Regions from separate parts of the Mus musculus genome. Here region 2 is linked to region 1. A link is a contact called in public HiChIP or PLAC-seq data. All regions are on one chromosome and are shown on one strand. Each heading gives the region's core, a stretch centred on a gene start, on an enhancer-like site or on the middle of the called end of the contact. The rest is flanking DNA. Distances are from core to core; before and after follow the strand shown.

The links. HiChIP or PLAC-seq counts read pairs in DNA pulled down with a chosen protein or histone mark.
Region 2: an H3K27ac HiChIP or PLAC-seq map of embryonic stem cells shows a contact between it and region 1, with 13 read pairs. The contact joins the promoter of Lrfn1 here to the enhancer-like site in region 1. A contact is called at or near these places in 3 of 39 promoter capture datasets (the 3T3-L1 cell line, cranial neural crest and epiblast stem cells), 1 of 484 Hi-C or Micro-C datasets (embryonic stem cells), 4 of 115 datasets of contacts at active chromatin or transcription factors (double positive thymocytes, embryonic stem cells and microglia) and 3 of 9 other capture datasets (adipose tissue, liver and pancreatic islet).

The regions. Positions count from the first base shown.
Region 1 is chr7:28,415,312-28,421,371 of GRCm38.p6, forward strand. The region is part of intron 2 of Samd4b (sterile alpha motif domain containing 4B); the gene reads right to left. Among named protein-coding and RNA genes, the nearest start is that of Samd4b, 18 kb to the right of the region's middle. Within about 2 kb of position 3,205, at least 98 of the 459 cell types and tissues checked have an H3K27ac peak or open chromatin away from gene starts, as enhancers often do. A contact at or near this core is called in adipose tissue and embryonic stem cells, where this site is marked.
Region 2 is chr7:28,449,263-28,455,322 of GRCm38.p6, forward strand. Lrfn1 (leucine rich repeat and fibronectin type III domain containing 1) reads left to right here and starts at 2,976. Exons shown (of 5, transcript NM_001141921.1): 1 at 2,976-3,074; 2 at 5,235-5,267.

The DNA of each region.
Region 1 (6,060 bases), core at 1,955-4,454:
ATGGTTGCTGCAATTTTTAAAACTGGTTTCTCTGCCTCCAAGCGACCTCCTCTAATCTGTTCTGTCCATATAGGTGGCTTTATCTTTCCAAACCACACTTAAGTTTCTGACCAGAGGTTTACTATGGCAGCCTGCAACCAGACCCAAATTCAAGAACTCACAGTACATAGCAACTTCATTTCTATGCCACTCCTCCCAACACCCGCATCATCAGATACTGATTCAGCACGAATGGACCATCCCATCTTCCTTGGGCCTCAACTACACTGTATTCATTCAAGCTCCCACAGTGAGACTGATTCAAGGGTTCAGCTGTAATCACTTTTTTAAAATAAAGATTTATTTATTATATATAAGTACAATGTAGCTTAGCTGTCTTCAGACACACCAGAAGAGGGCATCAGATCTCATTACAGGTGGTTGTGAACCACCATGTGGTTGCTGGGATTTGAACTCAGGACCTATGGAAGAGTAGTCAGTGCTCTTAACCTCTGAGCCATCTCTCCAGCCCCTGTAATCACCTTTTTTTCCTAGCCAAATAATAAATATTAATTCTGTCTTTCTTTCCACTCCTAGAACTGTGGACTGAGCCTGAGGCCTAGAATGTGTTGTTCAAGAAACAGTCTACCACTGAGTTATATATACTCTAAGCCTTCTTTTTACTTTGTACTTTAAGATAGGGCTTCACTAAAAGTGGCCCAGGCTAGCCTTGAACTCATTCTGTAATCCAGAGAGGCAATGAAGTGGTGGTCCTCTTGCCTCAGTATACTAACTAGCTGCTCTTTCAAGCCTTAACCAACAGGCCAATTATGGTTGTTTATGTCCATGTGTGTCCATGTCTGTGTCTCATGGAGGTCACAACCTGTAAGAGTCAATATTCTCCTCACACTATATCGGTCCCAAAAATCCAACTTAAGATGTCAGGCTCACCTGCAAGGGCCTTTACCAAATGAATCATCTGCCAGTCCAGTTTGGTTATTTTAACATGACACACAAAATCAATATGAAATACTTGATAAATCTGAGTACCATCTCCTCTATATGGTTCCAATTTTAGCAGACGTGCTCTTACAAGAGCGGTAAGCTCCAAATTGGTTTTTTTTTTTTTTTTTTTCTTTTCTGAGACAGGGTCTCACTAGGTAGCTCAGTCTGGCCGCAGGCTCTGATTCCCTCTCCTCAGCTCCCTAAGTACCGTGCCCTCCTGCACTAAGCTCCAGCTCTGCTCCATCAAGGAAACTCAGAATCCTCCCTACAGTGTAGCTGTTAGGAACTAAGTGAGGCTCAGTTTAAGGTCAGTCCTCTGGAAATAGTTTTTTACTTTTTGTTATTAGTATTGTGGTCAGTGTATTTTTTTATGGTTTCTTCCTTTTCAGCAATATACAAAGATTCTAAAGGTACAGGCCAACCAGTCAGCCTAGGAAACAGAATGGGATTAGACCTCAAAAATCTAGATACAGCCAGGCAAGATGGTGCAAGCCTATCATCAAGTTCAAGGTCTGCAGGAGATACAGGGTAAGTTCAAGAGCAGCCTTAGCAAAAGCATATCTCAAAAGAAAAGAGAGGGAGGGAGGGAGAAGGATGAGAAGAGAGAGCATGCACTGGGGATCCAGCTCAGTGGTAAAGAGCACACATCTAATGTGTATGAGGCCTCACATTCAAAATAAGAGAAAAAAGAAAACGTCATGTGCCTGTAGCCACAACGCAGAATGGACACACAGATACTTGCAAATTACTCCTCTGTACCTTTTGTCTTAATTCTGTAGTCTGGAATTCACATTAGTTTCTAATTCTACTTAAATCTGTAGCTCTTGGAGTGAATCACACAACTCAGAACTCCTGGGGTCTGGCCTGCAAGTCTCTGCTCTCTGTTTTCTTGGAGAGCCCCTGTTAAAGTGACAGGAAATTCATCCATTCAAAGCCATCCACTCACTTTATGACCACAGCACCAGCCCAAGAGTAACAGAACTAGCAGTACTGCAAGCACTCCTCACAAGGACAACAATGATGGCTGACACTGAGTGCATGTATGTGCTGTCCACCCTTAGCTTAACCATTTTATTATTTCTACACACAAGTAAGACCTGGGAAGGTGAAGTGACAGGACTGCAAGTGACAAACATGAAATCTAAGTTGCATGTCCTGGAAGAAACTTTCTCCATTTTATTTTAGGTGTCTTTCTGCATGTGTGTTGGTGTTTCATGTGCATGCAATGCCTGTGGAGGCCAGAAGAGGGTGTCAGATCCCCAGGTACTGGAGTTAGACAATTGTGAGCCAACATGTGGGTGCTGGGAATGGGCCTGGGCCTCTGGAAAAGCAGTCAGTGGTTACTGAGTCATTCCTCCAGCCTTCACTGTAACTTTCCATCTTCCAGTGCCAATGCTTTCAGTCTTGACTCCTCTTACATTATACCTGCCACTTAAAGCCAGGAAAATGCCTCTCCCATCTATCTTTATCTGAACCAGCTCTCAGTGTCCACAAAGTTCTTTCTCCAACCATCACAATATTTAAAATTTAAAATAAAATTAAAATTCTGAAGTGGGACAAGTTCTTCCTTAAGTCAGGAAGCCTTTTCTAGCCTATCCTTCTACCTCCAACTGGCATGGAGTCACATAACACTTTGATATCTTTCTTTTTTGGACTTAGTTCCAACCTTTCATTCTTGATGAGAAATACAGCAAGTAATATTAAGGACAAAGTCAAAGGCCTTGTATTCCAGCTGTCTGTACAAGAAGCACAGGGTTGCTGAGATGTGGGCTGCTCAGATTTAGGTAAGGGTGTCTGTGAAGGATTAACGGTCTGCATGTAGTTAATGTGCAAGATGTGGCTCAGTGATGGGTCTTTTTCTCCTTGCTCCTGCATCCCTACCCAGACTTCTCAATTGCTGTTGTTTAGGCATTACAGTGTAGCCAGAGGCATCTAAGACACAGAGAAGCCTTGTCTAAACCTCCCCCACCCCCAGAGTACTGCCAGGACCCCAGGGCTATGGGATGCAGCTTCTCCTCTGGTACTGCCAGGGGACGCGACAGAACAGCCTCAAGGGTTGGGCTCAAAGGAGGACCTTGTTCTATTGCCCAGAAAGGAGAGAGTAATTCTGAACCGATGAAGGCTGACCCTGAGGAAATGTGTGCTCATGTGTCTGAGTGGTGGTGGTAGGAAGGGCGAGCCTCCCAGGACTGGGAAGCGTCAATGAGCACTGGAATGAGTCCAAGGAATGTGCATAGCCTCAGGCCTCTTGGGGTGAGCCCAGCTGGGGATGCAGATGACGGGTGGGGATGGAACTTCTAGTTTCCTGCCCAGATCAGAAAACTCTGGCCCAGAGTTAGGCACAGCAGGGGCCCAATGAATACCTGGACGATTGACCCAGACGGTCTGTTGGTAGGTAGTGGTGTCTACGTGTGTAATGTGCCCTCTCTGGGATTCCAAACATTCAGTTATCCTGCCTTAAGTTCTAGCAGAGTATATTCTGCAAGTTCAAAAGGAAAAACCTGCCTGGGTTTAATAAACAAACAAACAAATTAATTCTGCCTCTGTCTCCACGACTCAGTATACTGTAACCATGGACCAGTTCTTTAAATTCACTGAATCTTGGTCATTTCTTTATGCAACAATGGCTGTAAAGTTACAGGGTTGTAGACAACAAGGGTGCAAAGCACCTGGCATGAGCAAGTGCTCAGCACATGAACACAAACCTCCACTGTCCCTGGGTGGAAATCTTTCTTGAGGCTATTAACCCGTGGCTCACTTAGCACAGCACAACTGGGACTCCCCTTAAGAGTTCCCACAGGGTTGGGGACATTTTTGCAACTATTTACCAAAACCAGACACATGTCTGCTCTTAAGTTAGAGGCATATTTTGTAGTGATAAAATGCTGGAAGTGGGTGGACTGGGTTTGGGGAACCAAGCAATGCAAGAATGCCAGCAGTTGCTCCTGTCAGAGATGCAAATTTGGACTCTGAGGACACAGAGAAGGTAAAGTAGATTGTGTGAGTGCCCTCCTTAGCATGATGGCCATGGGATGGAACTGGACAGGTAACCCAAGCAAAGTAGGTCATGACCCTTGGTCCTGGCAAATCATAGGGAGCCAAATGTATCTTTGAGACATAGAGGAAGCCCATTTTTATATGTTTAGTGTTGTAACAATCATGTTGGCCTCTCTGGCACTAATCAGAGGGGCTGGGGCTTGGCTTCAGACATACTCTTCTCTGCCTCACCCAGCTCACACAGACACGCGTTCACATTTTTGTTTGATGAACTATGTCAGTAGAGCCTGAAAGGGAAGGGTGGGGGTATCAGAGGATGAGTTCTGGTGACTCACTCACCATGGCCCCTTCTGACCCCTGTTTTCCCACCCAAATTCAGGGAGCCAGAGAGGGAGAGGCTTAAATCTGCTAGATATGGAGACTGACTCAGAGGACTAGATGTAAGAAGAAATGCAAGAACTGCAGACCAGGAAGAGGATGAGGAAGAAGAGATCTTAGCTGCCCAGACCCAATCTCCAGCTACCAGCCCATGGGAACACCCTTATGATTCAAGACACATTCAGCAGCCCAAGACTGCTGTTGGAGCTCCAAACAGCAGAGAACTAGGATAAGTAGGGCTGATGACAACTGGGAACTCTAGGCCTCTCTGTCCTGGTTGGTTATTTTTGTCAACCTACCACAATTTAGAATTTTCCTAAGAAGAGGAACTTCAATTGAGGCTTCCAGAAGATTGGCCTATAGGCAACCCTGTGAGACATTTTTCTTGATTAATTATCTGTGGGTGGGCCCAGACCACTATGGGCAGGTGATCCTGAGTGGTATTAAGAAAGCAGGTAGAGCAAGCTATGAAGAACCAGTAAGCAGTGTTCCTCTGTGATATGTGCTTCAGTTCCTACCTCCAGGTGCCTGTATGGAGTTCCTGCTTTGATGTCCCTTCAGAATGGACTGTAAGCTTTAGATGAATAAGCTCTTCCTTCCCCAAGTTGCTTTGATCAATGTGCCTACCACTCTAAGACAGGAGATGGACCTGAAGGACATGAGTCACAGTGCTTGGTCTTTATAAGAATCTGGACCCCTCTCTGGGCCCATCCCTTCAGGATTCTCACTTATTATTGGGTCTGGGGTGGGGGTGGGGGTGTGAAGATTCGGAATCTGTATTTTAAGTTGTTCTGACCCTGAGATTATGATAATACATGAGTGGGAAACACAAAGGAATGAAGAACCATAATGAGCAGAAAGAAATAAAATATCAGGAGAGACAGCTTTTCCCAAGGGCCATGTACCAGTTCCAAGAGGCAGGAACAAGCGGATTACTGGGCAAGTCTACCTAAAGGTGGAAGTGACAGGAGATACCACCTCTTTAGACTTAAAGTCACATCCATTAGGAAGTATTTAAGGGCCCCACAGACTTTATCCATGAGTACTTTCCTGAAAGTGATGCTTTGCTGTAACCCCGACAGACATCCTTCGTGCTCAATATGGGTTATGCCAAGGTCTCCCTCTCTTCTCTCATCTGTTTTCCTTGCCTCTCTACCCATCAGCTTCATAGAAAACTTCTCAAAACATGACAGAGATGTAAGATCTTGGCTCATATATTCACTATCATGCAATTCCTAAACAGTAGTCCTCCAGTACTAGCTGAGCCCTCCCCAATATGCTGATGTAACTGTTTGGAAAGGGCCTCCACTGTTTTGTATAGCATAACGTTCACAGACAATGTGGTAAGAACAAAAACTTTAGAATAACATACCTTCACACTAGGAGCTCCAGAGCTATTTAGAGATTCATCCTAGAGCTGCTTAAAGCATCTCTACTACAGCTTGGAGGAGCAAAACCAAATGGACCAACCAGGTGGTAGACAGAGCTAGTGGTCAATTACTCCCAAGTAAAAGTTGATTCCCTACTCTCTAGCCCAGCAGTTTTCAACCTTTGGGTCACGACCCCTTTGGGGATTGAGTATCAGATATCCTGTATATCAGATACTTATTTTATGATTCATAATAGCAAAATTACAGTTCTGAAGCAGCAATGAAATGATTTTATGGTTGGGGGCCACCATAACATGAGGAACTACATTAA
Region 2 (6,060 bases), core at 1,726-4,225, 34 kb after region 1:
AGCCTTCGTAATTGAATGCCCTAGAATCAGTGCTACATCTGTCTCGTTTGTTTGCTGCAGGTCTTCTCCTACTTCATTATGTGTGCTACGTGTGCACACATGTGAGTGTGTGTGTGTGTGTGTGTGTGTGTGTAAGGCAGAGGTCAACTTCAGGTGTTGTTTCTCAGGAGTGGCTCACCTTATTTTTATTGTTTTATCGTTGTTTTTAATAATTTATTTATTTTTCTTTTATGTGCCTTGGTGTTTTACCTGCACACATGTCTGGGTGAGGGTGTCTGGTGCCCTGTAACTAGAGTTACAGTTGTGAGCCTCTATGTGGGTGCTGGGAATTGAACCAGGGTCCTCTGGAAGAGCAGCCAGTGAGTGCTCTTAACCGCTGACCATCTCTCCAGCTCCCTACCCGAACTCAGAGATCAGCCTGCCTCTGCCTCCTGAGTGCTGGGATTAAAGGCAGGAGGCACCATCACCTGGCTTTTCTTTCTTTTTAAAATTATTTTGTCCATGTGAGTGTTTTTCCTGCCTGTGTGTCTGCACACTATGTGCATTTCTGGTGCGTGTGGAGGTCAGAAGAAGATGCTAGATCCCCTGGGACTGGAATTACAGACAATTGTAAGCCACCACACATAGGTGCTGGGACTTGAACCTGGGTGCTCTGCAGTGGCAATCAGCACTCTTAACAAATGAGCCATTTCTGTAGCCCTGGTCTACCAGGTTTATGAGACAGAGTCTCTCACTGGGGCCTACGGCTAGCAGATTAGGCTACATGGGGTGGCCGAAAAGCTCCAGGGATCTACTTGTCTCAGCCTCCACAGAGCCTGGGTTGCTGGAGTGAGCCACCATCCCCCTGTGCTGCACAGCAAGCTCTCCACAGGCTCAGAGATCTCCCCAGTCCTTTTCTCCTGCTGTCTCCTCAGCCCTATACTCCCTTGCTCATGTGGAGATGGTGTCTGGAGAGTGTGGGCAGGCAGTCTGAGAGGGGAGACTAGGAGCATCCCCTGCTGCTCATCTGGGTTTGAATTGGACGATTGTCATCTGCATTGGTGAGCTGTCCTGGGGTTGGGGTGAGGGTCTCCCTATGGGGGGGGGGTCCCTAAGTGGAAAGTGTTTGAGACACTACAGATCTGGGGACTACAGTAAGGTAGATACTGAGAATTTTTCCTTTTTTTTTTTTCCGGTTCTTGCCACTGTGAGTTTTATTTTTTTTTGGGGGGGGGGAGTAAGGGTGGACACGGGAGCAGAGGCACCCAGCGCCACGCCTTGGAAAATTGAGGGAATCAAGGACTTGATTCCCGCTCACAGCCCTGCAGAAGGATGCCAGATCTGTCAAGATCAAGAAGAACAAGGATAATGTGAAGTTCAAGGTTCACTGTAGCCTTTACACCCTGGTGGCCACAGACAAGGAGAAGGCAGAGAAGCTGAAACAGTCCCTGTCCCCAGGTTTGGCAGTGAAGGAGCTGAACTGAACCAGATCTTTGCATTTGACTATTAAAAACTCTGAAAAACTCTATATATTTTGAGGGGAGGCCTTGCTGAGTTTGGGAGTTCATGTGTATGTCAGAAAGTGAAGGAACATGGCCTGAGACACCCAGTGGACTCTGAGAAAAGGGCAGGAGGTAGGCTCTGGGGTAGGAGTTAAACACTGAAGGTCCAAACAAGGAATAAGTAAGGTATTCAGGGATCTACAGGAGTGAGAGTGAGGAAGGGGTTGCAGGGGGCTGAAGGCAGCAGGACTGGTTGCTGGGAGTGAGGGGTGGAGTGGGGGTGGGTGAGGTGGGGGTGGGAAGAAACCTACAGCAAATGGTGGCAGAGGTAAACCAAGGAAGGGGTGCTCTGAAAGGGACAGAGGGAAAGTTCCAAGGTTCCCAAGAGTGTTAAAGGAAGACCTGAGGTATCATTGGAGAAATGAGGAAAGTTTAAGGGTTTCCCATAGGGAGAAGAGATGGTTGGCGTTCCTCAGACATTAGCCATGGCATACAATTGCTACTGGTGGACAGGGAACAGTTTAAAGTCCTTGATGGAGGGAAGACATTGCTGGGGTTGGATCAGTTTTTACTCTGGATGGCTATGAAACATGGCGTGGCTCCTCAGGGTTCACCAGTGAATCAAGCTATGGTAGGCTCTTTATGGACACTGACATATAGTCTGAGTCCTCCCTGGATTTCGGGGTGTGGTCTGTGGACCATCTATCTGAGCCTTGGGTATGATTTAGGATGACTGGGAGGTAGGTTGGTATCTGGATCCCCTGGGATGTTGTGATATGACCTGGGGGGTGCTTCTGGAATTAGAGGTATATGGTTTAGGGTTCCTGACAGGGTGTGCCTCCACCCCTGTCTGAAGTCACGAAAAAGAGTAGAACAGTTCCTGGTTCCAGGTGGCTCTCCAACATGGTCTGGGGCTTCAAAGACCCGCACTCTAAGGATGTGATGGAGAGAGCAGGGGTGTGTGTAGGGGGTCCAAGTAGCCGCTGGGGCGTGGTCTAGGGGACAGGGGTGGGGCCGGGGCGGGGGCTGGACCAGGGCGCTCTGCAGTGGAGAGGGGGTCTGCGGCGACCTGGGAGTGCGTGTGGCCGCCCCACCTCCGGTCCGCGCCCCCTCCCCCCCTTGCGGCGGCGACGCGGAGGGCGGAGCGCGGCGGCGCGCGGGAGGGCGGGCGGGAGGCGGGAGGCGGGCGGGAGGCGGCCCCGCGGCACCGCGCCCCCTCCCCCGACCCTCCCCCCACCATGGCGCGGCGCGAGGCGGCGGCGGCGGTGGGGCCGGGCCCCGGGCCCCCTCCCCCGGGCTGGGTGAGCGTGGCCCACGGCGGCCCCGGGGGCTCTTTGGAGGCGGCGGGCGGGGGCGCGGGGACGAGCGTGCCCGTGTGTCCGCGGCGCTGCGGCGGGGCCCGGCGTGCGCCGGCCCGCGGCCCTGTGTGTGCCGGGCGCCCCGCCGGTGTGGCCATCCGGGCGTGTGCGGGGCCGCGGTCGGCCGTGCGTGTGCATGTGTGCATGTGTGCGTGTGTGCGCGCGTGTGTCCCACACACTCCGGGGCGCCGGATCTGGGGGGCTGTGGCGCGCCCGTCCGAGGGGCTGTGTGCAGGTGTGTGCGGGGGCTGCGCGCCCAGGTGTGCGGGGGGTGGGGGGGCCCAGCGGGCCTTTGCGCGCGTGCGGCTGGCAGCGTTGGGGGTCTGTGTCCGGCTGGGTTGGATGTCCATGCGAGGGGCTGCGGTGCCGGGTGTGTTCGCTCGGGTGTGTGTGTATGTGTATGTCTCTGTGTGTGTCCGTGTGTGTGTTGTGTGCGGTTTGGATGTCTCCAAGGGTGTGTGTGTGTGTGTGTGTGTCTGTGTCAGGTATCCTGCTGGGGTGGGGGCTGAGGCTCAGCGCATAGTGGGGCCAGGTCTCCGAATAGATGGGGGGGGGGGGACTTGGCTGATCCCTCGGTACATGTCAACTGGAGGGGGGGGGTCCTCAGTGATCCTTGGGGGAGACGGCCATGTCTTTCTCCTCTTCTCCGTGGTTGGTTGGGGAGGGGGGATGGGAGGCCGGGAGGTGGACAGATGGAGGAATGAGAGGCCGAGGGATGGACAGATGGGCCCTGGGGTGGGGGCTGAGGGTTGGAGAGTGGAGGGTGGGGTTGAAGACCTGGCCCTTCCCACCCCACCCCACCCTAACTCCCCCACCTGCCGGGCATCTGCAGATAGCGCCCCAGTTGCCTATATCTTGATGGTAAGGCTGGGGAAACTCTGGGGGTTCCTGGTGGCAGAATCTTGTTGGAACCCGGCTTTGGGACTCAACCCCTTCCTGATGGAATCCCACCTGCTGAACTATATGACCTTTGGCCCTGGCTTGTGCCCGATTCTTTTTGGAGAAGGGTGTAACAGGGACTGGAAGGGGTGTTAGAATGTATTTGGCCTGGGAAGTAGGTGGGGCAGGAGAGCCAGGGCCATGAGGGATGGGTAGCAGTGACTGAGTGTGAAGCTAGCTGTTCTGTTGACTGCTCTGGGCTTTGGTATTTTGTGTGCATTTACAAGTGTGTTGGTTCCTCATGGGACTGTGGCCTGAGTGTATCTGCCATGGGTGAGCCTCTTAGAGTGCTTACAAAGTGCCAGTGTGCTTGTTCATGGCTTCCTGCTTTGTCAGTGTGTGTTCGTGCCAGGGGTTCTGTGTACATGTGTGAGGCGTGCACTGACTGTGCACGCGTGTGTCTGTTGGTGCTTTATCTGCTCTATGACTACCCAGTGGGAATATGTGAAGTTGCACGAATGTGTTTAGGTGTGTAAGAGTGTGCACCTATGTATCTTTCATTGTGCAGGTGAGTCTTATATGTGTGAGCCACTGTGTGTTGACAAGTGTGCAAAGGCTATATAGACGTAGCTGTCTGGTTGTCTATTAAGGGGCATGTGGGCTTTTCTGTAGCTGTACATCTGTGAGTGTGCAACGGATAGCCTGTGTGTATGTGTATATGAGTGTTGTATGCAGATATGCCAGCCTTGAGGGTGTGTGTCTATCTTGGGAGTCCTTTCCTACTTTAGTCTCTGGGGACCAGGTTCTGTATGTTTAGGCCTGTATCTCTGCAAGATACATGTGTACCTGTGCCTTGGGCACAAGATTGACCCTAATTCTGGGTCTAGTGAGTGTGATCTGTAGCACACCAAGGCGTAGTGTGTGGTCCTGGAACACAAATGTGACTGTCTCCTGGGCTCAGTGTCCTGAAGGGTATGGAGCACCCAGACTGGGCTGGTGTTCCCTGGGCGAGCTCGGGTTCGGACTCACATAGATCGGGATGGATCCCCCAGTGTAAATGTGGACAGAAAGGAGATGGTAGGAACCCTAGTGCTTCTGGACTCTGGATACCACTCATGTCTTTGAAGTTTGGGAGCCCAGATGAAAACTCTTAAGTTCTAAAAGAAAAGATGTCTGGCCCATATTTCTGAGTCTCAAAAAGAGAAGGCTGGGAATTTGAATTCTAGAGCTGCTAAGAAGAGTGGGTAAATTCCATAGTCAGGAGCCAGTGCAGGAGGGATAAGGTTTCAGAGATCCTGAGACCTCAGAGGGCAAAGCTCACATGCAGGACCCTGAGACGCAGTCACTTAAGGTCTAGACATGACTTTTAGATCCCTCTGAGAGTATGATGATCCTACAGCAGGAGGCCTGAGAAAGTAATCGCTGTAAGGATTCCCTTGGCTTAGATGATCTCCAAGGTAGCTTTTGGTGACTAGAAAAGAGCTCGAAGATGCTAACTGGTTTTGTTCTTTTGCAGGTACCGGCCCAGGCCCTGACTCCTTGAAGAGAGGTGAGTATACTACCTTGGGTTGGGGAAGAGATATGGGGTAAGAGCACTGGTTGTGAGCCAGCCCAGGCCCAGAGCTCTACCTAAGTGGACCCAAGTGCAGGATACCACAGTGTCTGGGGAGGCAGGTGGCCACTCCCAGTGAAAAGTGGAAATGAGCCTATGAGAATTGGAGTTGGGTAAGCGTTCATTTCATGGTGGTCAGGGGGCTCAGAGGGACCCATATGTCAGGATGTGACATCTCTCAAGATAGGTAAAATGATCAGGAAAGTGGAGTCCCTTTATATCAGCAAGGCTCCATGAACTTTTCTCGGCGTGAAATAACCCCAATGAATGGGGGAATATAGCTCATTTGTAGAGCACTTGCCTAGAATCCATCAGTGAGGGACTTGGGGTGTGGCTTAGCCATAAAGTATTTGCTTAGAATGCACAAGGCTCTGTGTTCCACCCCCAGCATCACAAACACACACACACACACACACACACAATATGTTAGCATCATCTAACATTGATGTAGCATTTATGTAGTCTAAAGCTAACCTAAGCACATTACAAAATATTCTCAGTAAGCCCTCTTCAAAGTGCGGTGAGGTTACCAGGGGCCATCATTGTCATGGGAGATACAGAGGGGGATGCTGCTTCACCCAAAGCCATGCACACCTGGGCCTTCCAGTGTGGCCTCTGGCAGAGGGATGGGGTCTGACCCGTGGTGTTATGATACCTTTGGGTAAGCTCAGGATGTTTTCTTTGCAGCTGTGCAAGGAGAAAGTCTTAGAACAGGGTTTTGGGTCCTAGA